Regions from separate parts of the Sus scrofa genome. Here region 2 is linked to region 1. The links are chromatin contacts, called in public HiChIP or PLAC-seq maps. All regions are on one chromosome and are shown on one strand. The core of a region is the stretch at or near the end of the contact, and the rest is flanking DNA. Distances in the headings are between cores, read along the strand shown.

Evidence for each region. HiChIP or PLAC-seq counts read pairs in DNA pulled down with a chosen protein or histone mark.
Region 2: an H3K27ac HiChIP or PLAC-seq map of alveolar macrophages shows a contact between it and region 1. The contact joins the promoter of IST1 here to the promoter of PHLPP2 in region 1. A contact is called at or near these places in 1 of 5 promoter capture datasets (fetal liver), 1 of 47 Hi-C or Micro-C datasets (heart right ventricle) and 2 of 2 datasets of contacts at active chromatin or transcription factors (alveolar macrophages and skeletal muscle).

The regions. Positions count from the first base shown.
Region 1 is chr6:14,713,142-14,720,614 of Sscrofa11.1, reverse strand. PHLPP2 (PH domain leucine-rich repeat-containing protein phosphatase 2) reads left to right here and starts at 4,694. Exons shown (of 19, transcript XM_021093823.1): 1 at 4,694-4,843. The coding sequence starts at 4,745. AP1G1 (AP-1 complex subunit gamma-1) reads left to right here. Exons shown (of 24, transcript XM_003126897.6): 24 at 1-666.
Region 2 is chr6:14,867,192-14,874,847 of Sscrofa11.1, reverse strand. IST1 (IST1 homolog) reads right to left here and starts at 5,989. Exons shown (of 10, transcript XM_021093850.1): 1 at 5,855-5,989. ZNF821 (zinc finger protein 821) reads left to right here and starts at 4,529. Exons shown (of 8, transcript XM_021093841.1): 1 at 4,529-4,597; 2 at 5,991-6,053.

The DNA of each region.
Region 1 (7,473 bases), core at 3,445-5,944:
GAGAGAATTGCTCACAAAGTCCTGAAGTTAACACTTTGACCAGCTGTGGCTCAGGAGGGTGGGGCTGCTTGTAAAACTGGAAGAGAATAACTCTTTTTCAAGCAATAGCAGTGAGTGGGGTTCCAGGACCTGGAACACTTAAACAGAAGAAAAAGCTGAAGCAGCTTGCACAGTTGCTTCACAAACTTCCATGAGGCTGATTCTGGCTTCAAGATGGAGCATTGGAGTTGTTTTTTGTTTTTGTTTTTGGAATCTGCTGTTGCGCTTTGTGTGTTTCGTTTTCGTTTTCTATTGGGGGGCCTCATGGGAAAGAGCTTCTGAATTCTTTCCTTTGTGAACCCCCAGTGTGTCCCTGTATAGGCCCTTTTCTTTCATAATGTTGTAAGTTACATTTTCATTAAGCCCCATCACATCTTCTTTACTGTAAAAATATTAAAAGGCTGTTTCCACCTGGGACGGCTAATGAAGTTCTAATTATTGCAGACATATTTTTGAGATGTAAAAAAAAAATTACAATTAAATGATAAGTCTTAGAGGCGAGTGAGGAATAAAATGGATGTAAACATTTACATGGGATGCATTAGAATTCTGCTGTGTATTGTCTTTTGGTTGAAACAAATTATGAACAGTGACTAATAATAAAAAGTCAATACTCAATGATTTAAATTTTGCTTCCTCGCTTCTTACAAGTGCATTAGAGAAGCCTTGGATGAGTTCTTATTTCAGAGCTTTGAGCTAAACTTACCCATTAATCTTCCTTTTACACAGAAATCTCACCGAGTGGAATTTGAACAAATTAAAAAAAAACTTGTAGTTACAGACAGTGAACAAGTGCACTTGGAAAATTTAACTGGTGAGTGTTTTCCACATGGGTGAATTCTCAAACACGGCAGAGAAATCATGTCAAGATGAAATGTATATTAGGGGTGCTCATGGGAATTTTAGTTATAAGCTTCTTTTTGTGACTCGCTAAGGTTTATCTGTCATGAGGAAGAGAAAGGCTTGATCAGCTCAAATGAATTCTGTTTCATGATCTAGTTTATATGAACTCCTCCATAGAAGTGCGAATGGTTGGAAGTTGGAAGCTTTAGGTGTTCTGTTACCCAGATGATCTCTGACAGTCCCTTCATCGAATAGGAGGAGATGTGATAGTCTCCTACCTGAAAAGAAGCAAGTAGGCCTTGGCAATTATCTAGTTTATGCAGAAGTGCCCTTGGGTGCTGTTTGATAAGTGACATTTCTATAATCTTTCCTTATATGCGGCATAGTTAAAATTTATCTTTGTTTCTAATATTAAATTGATGTGACACCTTCATCTCCGTGTAATGAGATGAAAATATAAAAGCTATGATAGAAAAGGTAGGCCAGTAATAGACTCCAGACATTTACTTAACAATACAATGAATACTGCTCAGATTTCAACTTCCATCCAAAAAAGTAATTTTTGATCACTTCTAAGAGTTTTTCATGCTATTTCCTTCCCTAGTTCAGTTGCCCCCACAATCGAAAAATATTAAAATGTCCAAGGAAAAAAATTCTTCAGACCTACAAGGCAGGCAGATACAAACCTGTTTATTTGAAACTATAAGGGATATCTAAATCTGTTCAACCTGTGGTAGAAATAACAAAGGATTGAGGCCTAAAGATGACCTGTGATCATCGACAGAGCGGGAACAAGCTATTAATATGTCAACGTAGTAAACGCTCGGCATCTCTCCCAACTCTCCATCTCCAGACCTTCTTTCCATTTTGTAGTGAGAATTAGGAAAAGCTGGGATAGATGTGTGTGTGTGTGTGTGTCCCAGCTCCTCCCCAGCCCCTTCCAGGTGGAGAGAGAGCGCTATGCTCTCCTGCTTGTCAGAAGGTTACAGCAAGGAAGGAGTCTGAGGACTTCGCTGTCTCTTGGCTTGATCCAAACAGTGATTTTTGTAATGATGAACCTGCAGTGAGGGCAGATGGATTTTTGCACAAAAAAATCTCAGAGGATTTTATTTTTAGGGTTAGTCTCAGCTGTTTACCATTTCCAGAAATTGTAGTTACATAACCCTTGGCATACATAATGCACACTGCCTTGAACTGGGGGAGAACATGAATATATGACCTTTGCAACAGTATAAAATGTGAATGGCAGTATGTGATTTGAAAAGAAAACTCAGGATCAACTGGTTGTCACCCTTTTCTGAATTGGATCTTAAACCATGGAGACCTTTAAAGAGAGCTGTACCATAAATTACTCCCTGTAACACCTGGGCTTGTAGCTCTTCTTTTCCTCCTTTGGAAGGAAGCACTACCCTGGTTGTTGAAGAAGTAGTAAATACATAACTTTTTTTTAGTACAGGCTTATATTCTGAATTGATATGTTCGCTCACTATCCCATCATTTTTTTTTTTTTTTTTTTTTTTTTGTCTTTTTGCCTTTTCTTGAGCCAATCACGCGGCATATGAAGGTTCCCAGGCCAGGGGTCGAAACGGAGCTGTAGCCACTGGCCTATGCGCCACAGCAACTCGGGATCCGAGCCGCGTCTGCAACCTACACCACAGCTCACGGCAATGCCAGATCCTTAACCCACTGAGCAAGGGCAGGGACCGAACCCGCAACCTCATGGTTCCTAGTCGGATTCGTTAACCACTGCGCCACGATGGGAACTCCCCATTAATTTTAAAAACAACAACAGACCACTGCTATTCCCCAGTATGAACGGAAATGCTGATCCTGGGACAAGATCCTTCCCCTTCAGTGACAGTAAAGACCTTCTGCTCATGAGATCTGGAGAAGGTAATGGGCAATACCTCAAGAAACAGGCTTTTAGAAACACTTAATCTGAACCACATGTACATTCTTTCCACTGCCTGTCTGCACTTGGTCAAGTCCACTTCTGTCTCCATATTGGTGCCTATTCCTTACAGACCAATGTTCTTGCTGGAAGAAGTTACTCAGCACTGAAATGAGATTCTAACTAATCTAAGTTTCTTGAAAGTAAGTTCAAGGTAGAAGGAAATGCAGGAGGAAGATAGCCTAAGAGCTTTTTTCACCTTACACCAGATTCAGAGACAATTTTTAATTCTTTAAAATGAGACAAAAAAAATGAAGATTACTGGAACCTGGAATTTTGACACATACCAAGTAACGCATGTCAAGGGAGAAAGTAATGACCAAACTTTCACAGAAGAAATAATTTGTACAGAGTCGGAGTCTTTGTCTTATTCAAATTTTGCCTTAGAGTTTAAAATATTCACACGGAGTTCCTGTCGTGGCTCAGCGGAAATTAATCTGACTAGCATCCATGAGGATGCAGGTTCAATCCCTGACCTTGCTCAGTGGGTTAAGGATCTGGTGTTGCCATGAGCTGTGATGTAGGTCCCAGGTGCGGCTCAGATCTGACATGGCTGTGGCTGTGGCGTAGACCAGTGGCTACAGCTTGGATTGGACCCCTAGCCTGAGAACTTCCATATGCCATGGGTGTGTCCCTAAAAATGCAAAAAAAAAAAAAAAAAAAAAAGAAAAAAAATTTACAAATAGATATCTCATATATGTAGACAGAGGGGCACAGACTGCACTGTTAGGTCTCAAACTCTCTTGTACTAAACATACATTTGGGTTAGACTAGGCAAGCTGAAGCAATGGATAATAGGCGATACCGTTTATACCAGTTATCCAAAGCGTAAGAAAATTTTTTTCTGCTGAATTCCTTACAAGTTGCTTGAAGATTCAACACGTCTGTAAGAGGGGAAGACCTAAAAATCCAGAGGTCTAGAAGATTTCCTAGGAAAATTTAGAGTTGGATTAACAAGGAGAGGACTCTGAGGAACTGAGTATATCTTAAATTTGGAAATTCATAATTGTAATGGTTACTACGAATCACTACTATGTGTTAAGTAAGCACATTGATGCATTTGCAAAGTCTGCAGAATAACTACTAGACAGATACCAATTTCTATTTCACAGCTAAGAACCAAAGGCTTAGATCAAATAAGAGGTAGCACTGATATTTGGAATGAGGCTGGCTGACTCCAAATTTGGCCCATTGGCCTGGTCACAAAACTATCACGGAAGGAACTGAAAGAAAAAATAAATTAAAAATTTCTAAATTAGCCTTGCAAATAATAAAATGGCTCATAGACCACATCGCTCCTTCAAACAGAGAACAGAATTCTAATAATTTTACTACGTGAGGAGAAAGGGAGGTGAGTTGACATTTTGTACACTGAGAATGTCATGAGCATCTCTGATAAGAGAAAGCACCTTGCTCAGGTGAGTGTTCTCAACAATCCGTTCAATGGCTTTGCAAGTGAGGGCGACAGGCCAGTTTTGGAGCACAGAGGAAACGTCTGGAAGAGCTAAGTTACAAGAACCACCCTCTGCGGAGAGCAGCGTCCTCCAGTCACTATTGACAGGTGCAGAGCTTCCCCTGCCCCTAGCCCTGCGGGTGCTTCGGAGGCGGGGACAGCAAGAAATAACACGCCTGTGCCTCAGGCCGCCAAACCTAGGGCGGCAGACGGCAGAAGCCCAGCCCTGCGGTGTTGCCTGGCTTCGCCGGCGGGGTCCGCGGGCAGGCGGCCCGCAGCGTCCGGGGGACGCACCGCGCCCGCAGCTACGCAGGGCCGGCCGGGCTGCGGGAGGGCGGGGCCCGGGGCGGGGCTGGCGGGCCGCGGGGGTGGGGCCGCTGGCTGCTCGCGCGCGCCGCCGAGGCTCCGCGCGGCGTCGCGCCGGCCGGGCGTCCCTGTGCAGCCTCAGCCAGCCGCCGATGGGGGAGGTGGAGCCGGGGCCCGCGGGCCCGCTCGAGCCCCCGGAGCCGCCCGAAGCGCCCGCGAGCCGCCGGCTGGGCGGGATCCGGGTCCTGAAGGTGAGACAGGCGGGCAGACGGGCTGGGGAGGGAGCAAGAACAGGGAGAGGCCGCCCCTGCCCCGCGCAGTGGCCGAAGCTGCCGGCGACCCCCGCCTCGCGTTGGTCCGTCCGCTTTGCTCTTTGGTTGCCCCGAGACCCAGCTGGAGGGGCCGCGGCACCGGCGGAGGCCTCTGCGCCTGGTCCCCGCCGAGGCCGCGGCCGCCTCCGTCCCCGCCGCTGCCCATCCCTGGCCGCGCGCCACCCGCCTCGCAGGCCCATGCCTTGGGGCCGGCGTCCACCCGGTCGCCGCCGCCCACCCGGCTCCTTCGAGACCCGGGGGCCCGCTTCTGCCTCTCTCGGCCGCGCCGGCAGCCCCGGGGCCGGCGGCTCCTGGCCGGAGAGCGGAGCTGGAAGTACGCAGGGCTTTCTCCCCGGACACCTGAAGACATCACCCCAGCGGGAGGATGGCGGCGGTGATTGGCCGGGCGCTGCGGTGTGCTCGGAGCTGCGCCTGCTGGAGCGGGCCGACTCTGCCCTCGGAGCTTCACCACCAAAGTTAAGACCCGCTCCCCGCTCCGAAGCGCCGGCCTGGAAGCACGACCTGCCCGGCCTGGAGAGAGAATCCCCGGAGGAGCTTCATCTCGGGGAATCGCTGGGCGTGTTGCAGAGGGAGGAGGGGTTGGACAAAAAGGGGCATTCCTGCTGGCGGGAGCGGGGCTGACAAGCCAGGGAGACGGTAATGGGGAGCAGTTATGCAACAGGCAACTAACGGGGCTTTTTGGCAGGAATTGGGGGGAGTAGGAGGAATTGAAGGCAGATGCGGGAGGTGGGGAGTGGAGTCTCGAAGATGATGACAAGAAGTTAAAATGCACACGGAATGTAGGGCGGGGACGGTACCGTGAAGGTGGTTAAAAGCAGGGGTTGTGGGACACTCCCTGGATAGAGTTCTACTAGCCTTTGAAAGAGTTGGAGAGGAATTTTTCTGTAGGTCAAATATGTAAACTAGGTGTCCTTCTGGAGATGGAATGGAATTCCTTCTCGAGTTCTAGAAAAGGAATCAGAGGATTTAAAAGTTGCCAGAGAAAAAGGAAGAGAGCAAATAAAATTTAGATTGGACGTGTTTCAGAAATACTTTGCGGAACAACGAAAATACTTAGTTACAGTAGTTGCTCTTCAGTCTTGAGGGTGAGTGCTGTATACTTGTTATTAGATTATTCCTAGGACATCACAAAGATGGCAACACTGGGGAAAAAAAAGATTTGGAGCATCTGATAAAAACATGAAACTACATGAAATAGAACTCTGTAAAATGTAAAACATTTTTTTTTTTTTTTTTTTGCTGCTACTACCTCCCACTCTTAATGCAGTGACTTAGAGAAATAACTTCATAGTTTATCTTCACTTCTGCATAGGCCTTGTATATACTTATTATAAAATACTTAATCATGTTTTAAATGTAATTACTCAAAGACTTGGATATTTACTTAAAACTATAAAGTCACAAAAATGTATATTGTGAATGAACTTCAAAAAATGATCTTCTGGCCTGCTTATCAGGAAAGGGCAGGTCTGAGAGATAGGTAATGCCCTCTGGCCTAGAAGGTAAACAACCTTGGCTATTTTTACAACTTTTTTTTTTTGATGGAGAGGGAGTGAGTTGTGGGAGGGAAGGAATTGAGAAATAAGGATCTTTCCTGAAGGGTCCGACTTTCCAACCACTTCCAAGAAGTGGTCCTACCCCTCGTTTAGTGGGGTTCCAGTCTGGGCAACATTAGAAAGATTGCAGGGGTTCCCTGGGGGCTGCCCCAGGTCAAAGATCTAGTTGGTCACTGCTGTGGATCGGGTTGGATTCCTAACCTGGGAACTTATGCATGCCATGGGTGTGGCCAAAAAAAGAAAGAAAGATTCCAGAAGTTAATCTTGATCATGGTGCTGAGCTGGTGGTATGGGAAACAGACAGTGTCTAAGACCCTTGTGTCCTTTACAAATAAATAAGATCAGCTGTGAAGAACAGGTGTTCTACAATTACAAATTCTCTTCAATAGCAGAGCGGTTGAATTTTGTGCCAGGTGAAACTGGAAAGGAATGTATAAGTAGAAGTATTTCTGAATTGGGAAGAAAGTCATAGTGTCGCCTACATATTCTTCTGTGAAAACACTTTGAAAAAAGACTTATCATTGTTTTTCGTAACTCTTTTACACTTAATACCAAATTACGGACATCATATTGTCAAGAGTGTAGGCCTTCATGAAAAGGCTAAAATGACTAAGCCAGTGCAACTTAGCTAGGTTAGGTCTACATTCACTCTAAGGAGTATTGGAAAATTTGATTCAGCATTTACCTCTAGATTTATTTAGCACTATACTCCTTTATAATTGTAGTTAGAATGTGAGTATGATATTTTTAGTACTCTCTTATTGGGAGTGTCTTTGAAGCAGAAATTTCCAGATGTTTGCTACAATTTGGGGATTTTTTTTTTTTTTTAATTCAGTCTGTAGAAGAAACAAAGTTATAACTAGTCTAGTCAGTGAATGCCAAGAGATCTGTTTTTTCAATAATAGTTTCAGGTTTTTATCAAAATAATGTGTGTATATAGTTTTTACAGTCAATCCAAAACGATCTTAGGGAACTGAAGTATTCTTCCTCATC
Region 2 (7,656 bases), core at 4,740-7,239, 150 kb before region 1:
AGGTTAGAAATGTCTTTTAGTTTTTATAGGAGGAAAATGAAGCTTAGAGCTGTAAAGTGACCAATCTAAGATCAACAGCAGTGGAGTTCCCTGGTAGCTCAATGGGTTAAAGATCTGGCATTGTCACTGCAGTGGCTACGGTACTGCTGTGATGCAGGTTTGGTCCCTGGCCCCAGAAGTTCTGCATGCCACAGGTGAGGCAAAAAAAAAAAAAAAAAAATATATATATATATATATATCATTAAGTGCCAGGATCAGGTATTAAACACAGATCTTGAGACTCCACATCATACAATTTTCATATATCCATATTTCCATAATATTTTGCATTCTAGTTTTACCTTCAATTTGTGTATACAGAATTTCTCAATAAATGAAAAGAAAAATGCATTGAAAAATGCATTAAATCACAGTTACAAATATTGACTTGGGTTCACAGATCAGATCAAAAGGGAGTTCTCAAATCAGATTGTTTTCATGACATTTATCATAATTGCAATCATCCTAAAAACTTAATTTTTCTTCTTAAGTGAATTCAAAGGAATGAAAACTTGGAGTTCCTGTCATGGCTCACCAGTAAAGAACCCGACTAGGGGTGTAGCCAGCGGCTACAGCTCCAATTAGACCCCTAGCCTGGGAACCTCCATATGCCACGGGTGCGGCCCTAAAAAGACCAAAAAAAAAAAAAAAAAAAAAAAAAAAGGGAACCTGACTAGTATCTATGAGGATACGGGTTCAATCACTGGCCGTGATCAGTGGGTTAAGGATCTGGTGTTGCGGAGAGCTTTGTGTCAGTTATAGACGCAGCTTGGCTCTGGCCTTGCTGTAACTGTGGTGTAGGCTGGCAGTCACAGCTCCAGTTGGACCCCTGGCCTGGGAACCTCCGCATGTTGTGTGCGGCCCTTAAAAAAAAAAAAAGGGAATGAAAACTTATAACTCTAGATTCTAAATATAAACTTAAAAGTTTAAACTATCTCCTTGAAATATGAGCCTCTTATCAAGACTATGACTCAGATATAAGGACAGACATAGGTCAATGGAAGGGAAATGAAAATCCCAGATACAAATCCATGTATTTGTGGTCACTTGAATTTGTACTTGATTTTTAGTGGCAGGGGACGGTGGGGGGCACTCCCACAGCATACAGAAGTTCCTGGGCCAGGGATTAAACCCTCATAAGAGCAGTGACCTGAGCTACAGCAGTGACAACACCCACTGTGCCACCAAGGAACTCCTGTGATCACTTGATTTTGAACAGGGATAACAATATAGCTCAATGGGGAACGAATAAACTTTTCAACAAATAGTGCTGAGAAAACTGCATATCTGCATGTAAAAAGGTAAAGTTGAAATTCCCTACCTTACACCTACACAAAAATTAACTCAAAATGAATCAAAGAGTTGAATACATGAGCTAAAACTATAAAATTCTTAGGAGAAAATATAGGTGTACAAGAGATTCTGTGGTGGCTCAGAGGTAATGAACCCAACTAGTATCCATGAGGATGCAGGTTCAAACCCTGGCCTCACTCAGTGGGTTAAGGATCTGACATTGCTGTGACCTGCGGTATAGGTTGCAGACATGGCTCAGATCTGGTATTGCTATGCTGGCCAGCAGCTGCAGCTCTGATTCAACCCCTAGCCTAGGAACTTCCATATGCCGTGGGTTCAGCCCTAAAAAAGACAAAACAAAAACAAAAACAAACCCCACAAACTTTGGTGCTTCAAAGGACACTATCAAGAAAGTGAAAAGACGGCCTACAGAACAGAAGAAGATTTTTGTAAATCACATACACCATAACGGTCTAGTACCAAGAATATTAGAAAAACGAATCTTACAAAACAACAAAAAGACAAATAGCTCAATGCAAAAATGGAGAAAGGATTTGTATAGGCACTCTTCAAATGGTCAATAATAAGCATACAAGAAGATGTTCAAGGAGTTCCCTTGTAGCACAGCAGATTAAGGACATGTCACTGCAGCAGCCTGGGTCACTACCATGGCAAGGGTTTGATCCCTCGCCCAGGAATTTCCACATGCATTCTTAGACCTCAGAGAAATGTAAATCAAAACCACAGTGCAATATCACTTTATACCCACTACAATAACTGTAACAAAAATGATAGACAATAACAAGCCTCGCAGAGGATGTGGAGAAATTGGAACTCTCATGCCTCACCGGTAGGAATACAAAATGATGCAGGCTCTTTGACAATTACTCAAGGTGTAAAACACAGTTACCATATGTACCAGCAATTCCACTCCTAGCTATATTATACTGGAGAGAAGTGAAAACACATATTCACACAAAAATGTACACAAATGTTCACAGCAACATTATTTAAAACAGCCAAAAAGTGGAAACACAAATATCTATCAACTGACTAATCAAAGGACAATGTGGTATTATATCTATACAACGGAATATTATTTGGCCATAAAAATGAACAAAGAACTGACCCACATACTACAACATGCATGAACCTTGAAAACGTCATGCTAAGTTAAAGGAGCCAGACACAGAGGCCCCATATTGTATGATTCCATTTATGTGAAATGCTCAGAATATGCAAATTCATAGAAACACTAAGATTAGTGATTGTCAGGGGCTGGAAGAAAAATGGGAAGTGATTAGTATGGGGTTTCTCTTTATAGTGATGAAAATGTTTTGGAATTAGATACCGGTGATGTTACACAACCTGTGAAGATACTAAAAAAAAAAAAAAATTCATTTTTACACTCTAAAAGGGTGAATTTCATTGTATGCGAATTATATCCTAATAAATTTTTAAATGAAGTTTAAATTGTCCTACCAATACTGTTGTAAAGTCCTAACAAGTTCTTCCTAGGAGCCAATAAACATAAACCAGAAGATATTTCAAGGGAAAGTTTATATACTTAAAGTGTCAGAATAGCATAATTCCATGAGTAGACTGGGAAAGTAGAAATTAAAAATGAAGCTGAAAAAAAATCCATGACTCATGAAAAAGTCTTCTAGATTCAGAACAAGTTTAGGTGAGAACAGAGGAAAAATAAACTAATTCTTTATTCAACAATTTTCCCCTCATTTGACTATAATCCTGAATCACAACACTTCAGAGGTGTTTCTAGAACACATGAACATTTATTACGATTCCTTTTTTTTTTTTTTTTTTCAGCTCAAGGAGATGAAACAAGCAGCCCAGTGTTACACATTATTATTTGAAGAAGCCAAGAAATTTCACTGGAGGCTCTCTCCTAATGCTTTACCTGATAGCTATTTTCATGTTGAAAATATCAACTACATCAAATTTAAAGTGACATAATAAAGCTATATCTGTATTCCTCAGTCTAAACTCATCAGGAATTACTGTTAAGTATAAAAGCCAATATTTATTCCAGCTTGCATTCTTACACTGTCTGAAAACCTTCTGGGGGGATGAGAATAATCCATTTTCTGGCTACCCAGGAATTAAAATTTTCAATGAAATTTACAAGTTTTCTTAACTGAAATTAAGAATAACTCCCAGCTCATCCCAGCCAAAGGAATGAAAGAGTAAATAAGACATTCACTACAGAATTTGAAGGACCAAGATCCTTTCACATTAAACACAGGATGAAGACAATGGTATCATCTCCTTAGAGATTTCTGAAAAAAACATTTTGCAAGAACGCTTTATGCAAATACAAGGACTTGTTGCTTTATAAGCAAGGCTCGGTATCCTCATTAGCTCTGTCTTTGTGGGGCCAGTGACCACAAGGAATATTTGCATAATACTTTCATATATTCATTTTACTTAATTAGCACAACAACTATAAGAGAATAGAGGCCAGGAATTATTACATCGTTATCCATTTTATATTTTACCAAGGAGTTCAGAATAGGGAAGTGGCTTGCCCAAAGTAATCAGGCTGGTCAGTAGCAGAGAGCTGAGACTCAAAGCTGGATATTCTAAAGTCAGACCCAATCTTCTTTCCATTGCATGCCCTCCTTCTCCAAGTGCGCTATATCAAAGGCAGGCTTAGGCACTCTACAGGACGACAGAATGGGAGGAAAGGAAGGAAGGTGGTGAGGAAATAGAAGGGGATGATGAGAGGGGAAGTGTTTTATTAGGAGGTGAGCTTAACCACTCTCAATTATCCCAAAATGCCTCTTTAGTGGCAAAAGAGGCACAAGCTACCCTTCTAAATTAATCCTACGCCCCTAGGTCTACAGCTACTGTTATTTTATTAGTTAAGAATCATGTAGGAGAGACCAGTATCCACGAGGACGCGGGTTCGATCCCTGGTCTGGCTCAGTGGGTTAATAAGGATCCTGCGTTGCCATGAGCTGTGGTGCAGGTCGCAGATGCAGCTCGCATCTGGCGTTGCTGTGGCTGTGGCGTAGGCCAGTAGCTGCAGCTCTGATTCCATCCCTAGCCTGAGAACCTCCATATGCCACAGGTGCGGCCCTAAAAAGAAAAAAAAAAAAAAAATTATGTAGGAGACACAAACGTCAAAAAAATCTAAAGCTTTTTCTCTTAGGTTCTGACAGCTGAACTTAGCCCCTCCCACAAAGGCCCGTGGACCCTAGGTCTCCGTCACATTAAACTCCTTGGGGGCCGAAGAAACCGTGAGGTGAGGGAAATGAAGGGAAGAGGGTTTGGGTTGGGGAAAGGAGTTGGGTACTAAGGTTGAACGAAGGAGAAGGGGTGGCTGCGGTGGAGCTGTGGTTGGGGGATGTGGGTTTTGTGGCTGAACTCGAAGGTGGGGTAAGAAACCAGGTTCAGAGCTGACAGTCCCGGTGGAGGTTTCAGGTTCAGGAGAGGATAGGGGAGCTGAGGGGCCGACAGGGCCATAGCGCGACGTGGGAGTGTACGAGGCTGGGGGGGTCTCTCCGGCGCGAGGATGGAGGCGAGGCCCCTCTCCAATGTCTGTGATTGGATGCTCCCTTAAGGCCCACCTCCCGGGACCCCTTGCCTTTCAAGCCCCGCCCACGCCATCGGGCGCGCGCCTGGGAGCGGGGAGGGGGACCGAACTGGAGTAGGGGGGAGGGGGAGGGAGAGGAGAGGCTCGTGCACGCGCCCCACTCGCTGCGGGTGCGCGAGCTGCGCGCTCCCGCCGCCCGCGTCGCCATCTTTTCCCCCTCCGTCTGTCTGTCTGCCGTGGGCTTTGTCCGTCTGCAGCGCCACCCCTCGGCTCCCCGCCACCGGCTCGGCCCGGAGCTGCCCTCTGCCCGCTGGGGCCCAGTCCCGGAAAGCCCCGGTTCGGCCGGCCTGAGCTGCGGCCCGTGGCCCATTGTCCGGCGGTCCGTCTGTCCGTAGGCGGGGCCCAGGGACCCGGAGAGCCGCGGAGCGCGGAGGCGCCGGGTAAAAAGACCCTCGACTCTTTCCCTCCCAGGCCAGACAGAGGATGCAGGGCTCCTCACCCCCCACCCTCGGTCGCCGGCTGTCGGCCCTTTTGTCTGTCTGTGTCTGGGGAGGGGACCAGGGGCTCGCTCCGGCTTGGGGGGCGGGGGCAGCCCAGGCTCTGACCCTCCCCCTGCCCCGGGCTCCCGCGACGAGGCCTGACCTGGCTGCCTCCCCGCGGCGGCCGTTCCTCTTTCCGTCTCTCCGGCGGTCTCGGGCGAGGGAGGGGCGTCCGCGCCGCCGCCCTCCCCGCGTGGGCCCAGGTCGGGCTCAGTCGGCACCGCCGGGACGGCCCCGGCGTCTGACAGGCTGTTCTGGGGGAGGGGGAGGATGGGCGTGGGAGTGCAGATCGGGGTATCTGTCCCGCGTCTGGGTCTCGCAAACGGGCTTCTAAATTTAGATTTCTGAGTAGCCCGTGTTGTCTGGGGTTTGTCTGAGCCGCATCGGAAGACCTCTGTCTCTTGTATGATAATTCCCGGGAATCTACCTGTGCTCACGCTTGAAGATGCCGGAGGGACCATCTCGGCTGATTATACGCACGCTCCAGACCAAACACAAGTGGGAACAGGGTGAGCAGTGAGGCGGCTACGTGACCGGCTTTCCTGTCCTCTCCTTTTTGGCAGATACAAATCACTGGGATTCAGGCAAATTAACTTTGCTCCGTGGGAACTGCACCAGAGCTGGAGGTAAGAATGCACCCTCTTTTTTGAAAGGTTGGATTTCACCCGTTTTTCCCTTGCTAAAGTCCAGTGTGTCCTGGAAGCTGCAACCTAACACCTGTGGGAGAGCAGGAATAGTGTTAAAGGGAGACGTTGGCCTCGCTCCCAAGGATTCTTAACCTCGTTCTAAAGACAGACAAAACTGCCTCCCTTTGTAAATGGAACCTCTTGTAGACCTGAATCTCACCGGTTACCTTTCTTCCCATCCTGTTTTTCTTCCAGATGGTGATGTTCAGGCTCTCCTTTTACATTTTTATGTTGGTTTCAGATTCAGCCCTGGGAATTGAGGCAGTGTTGAAAGTAAAACTGAGTTAGTGAACTATAGGGCAATGTATCCATGGCTTTATTAGCTTTTACTGCCTATAAAACTGTTGTTTAACCTCAGAGATCTTGTTGTGCAATCGAGAATGTAGCTCCAGGGCTAGTTATTTATTGTTAATTAATTAAATAATTTTTAGCTTATTTTCCGGAGTCCACAGCTCCATAGGCTTTCTTTTTTTAAAGGGAGGAAAGAGTATTTGCTTATTTTTTCCCCTTAATCCCTCAGGTGTGAAGTCTCACTGGGTACCATCTGCTTGGTTCCCCATTTGGCCACTAGGAGGATTGTGAGATGCAGTGGACACTGGCGATTTAAATATGCAGATGGTGATTTTTGTTTCTGACTTGTAGCTTTAGTATAGAACTGTTGTCTCACCAAGATTATCTGCTTTTTTTTTTTCGGCTTTTGAGAGTCACACCTGCAGCATATGGAGGTTCCCAGGCTAGGGATGGAATCGGAGCTACAGCTCCTGGCTATACCACAGCCACAGCAACACCAGATCCAAGCCATGTCTGCAACCTACACCACAGCTCAGGGCAATGCCAGATCCTTAACCCACTGAGCAAGGCCCAGGATCAAACCTGTGTCCTCATGGATTCTAGTCGGGTTCATTGACCACTGAGCCATGTTGGGAACTCCTAATTTCTGATCTTGATGCGAAGAAAATTTAAAGAATAGTTAAGGGAGTTCCCATCGTGGCGTGGTGGTTAGCGAACCCGACTAGGAACCATGAGGTTGCGGGTTTGATCCCTGGCCTTGCTCAGTGGATTGTGGATCCGGCGTTGCTGTGGCTGTGGTGTAGGCTGGTGGCTGTGGCTCCGATTGGACCCCTAGCTTGGGAACCTCTACATGCCGTGAGAGCGGCCCTAGAAAAGACAAAAAGACCAAAAAAAAAAAAAAAAAGGAATAGTTAAGAATTCATTTTCTTTCTCATACAATAGAGAGCTGTAGCTTTACAAATTTTAGGAAAAGTAATGATAGGCATCCTGCACTTGATTCAGCTTTCCACTTGTGGTTCCACAAACTTACAGGAAAAAACCAAGAGTGTAAAATTCATTCACTGCTTTGGTTAATAAATAACTGCTGATGCTGATGATCTACACAAACAGAACTTAGAGAACACATTTCATTAGCATTAGCCTTCAGCATAGTTCCCCCCTAAATAGTTAAAATTGATTTTTACTGTATACATTTGGAGTTGTTTTTTTTTTTTTAATTAAAGGTCTGAAAAAGAACTGTGTTTGATATGCA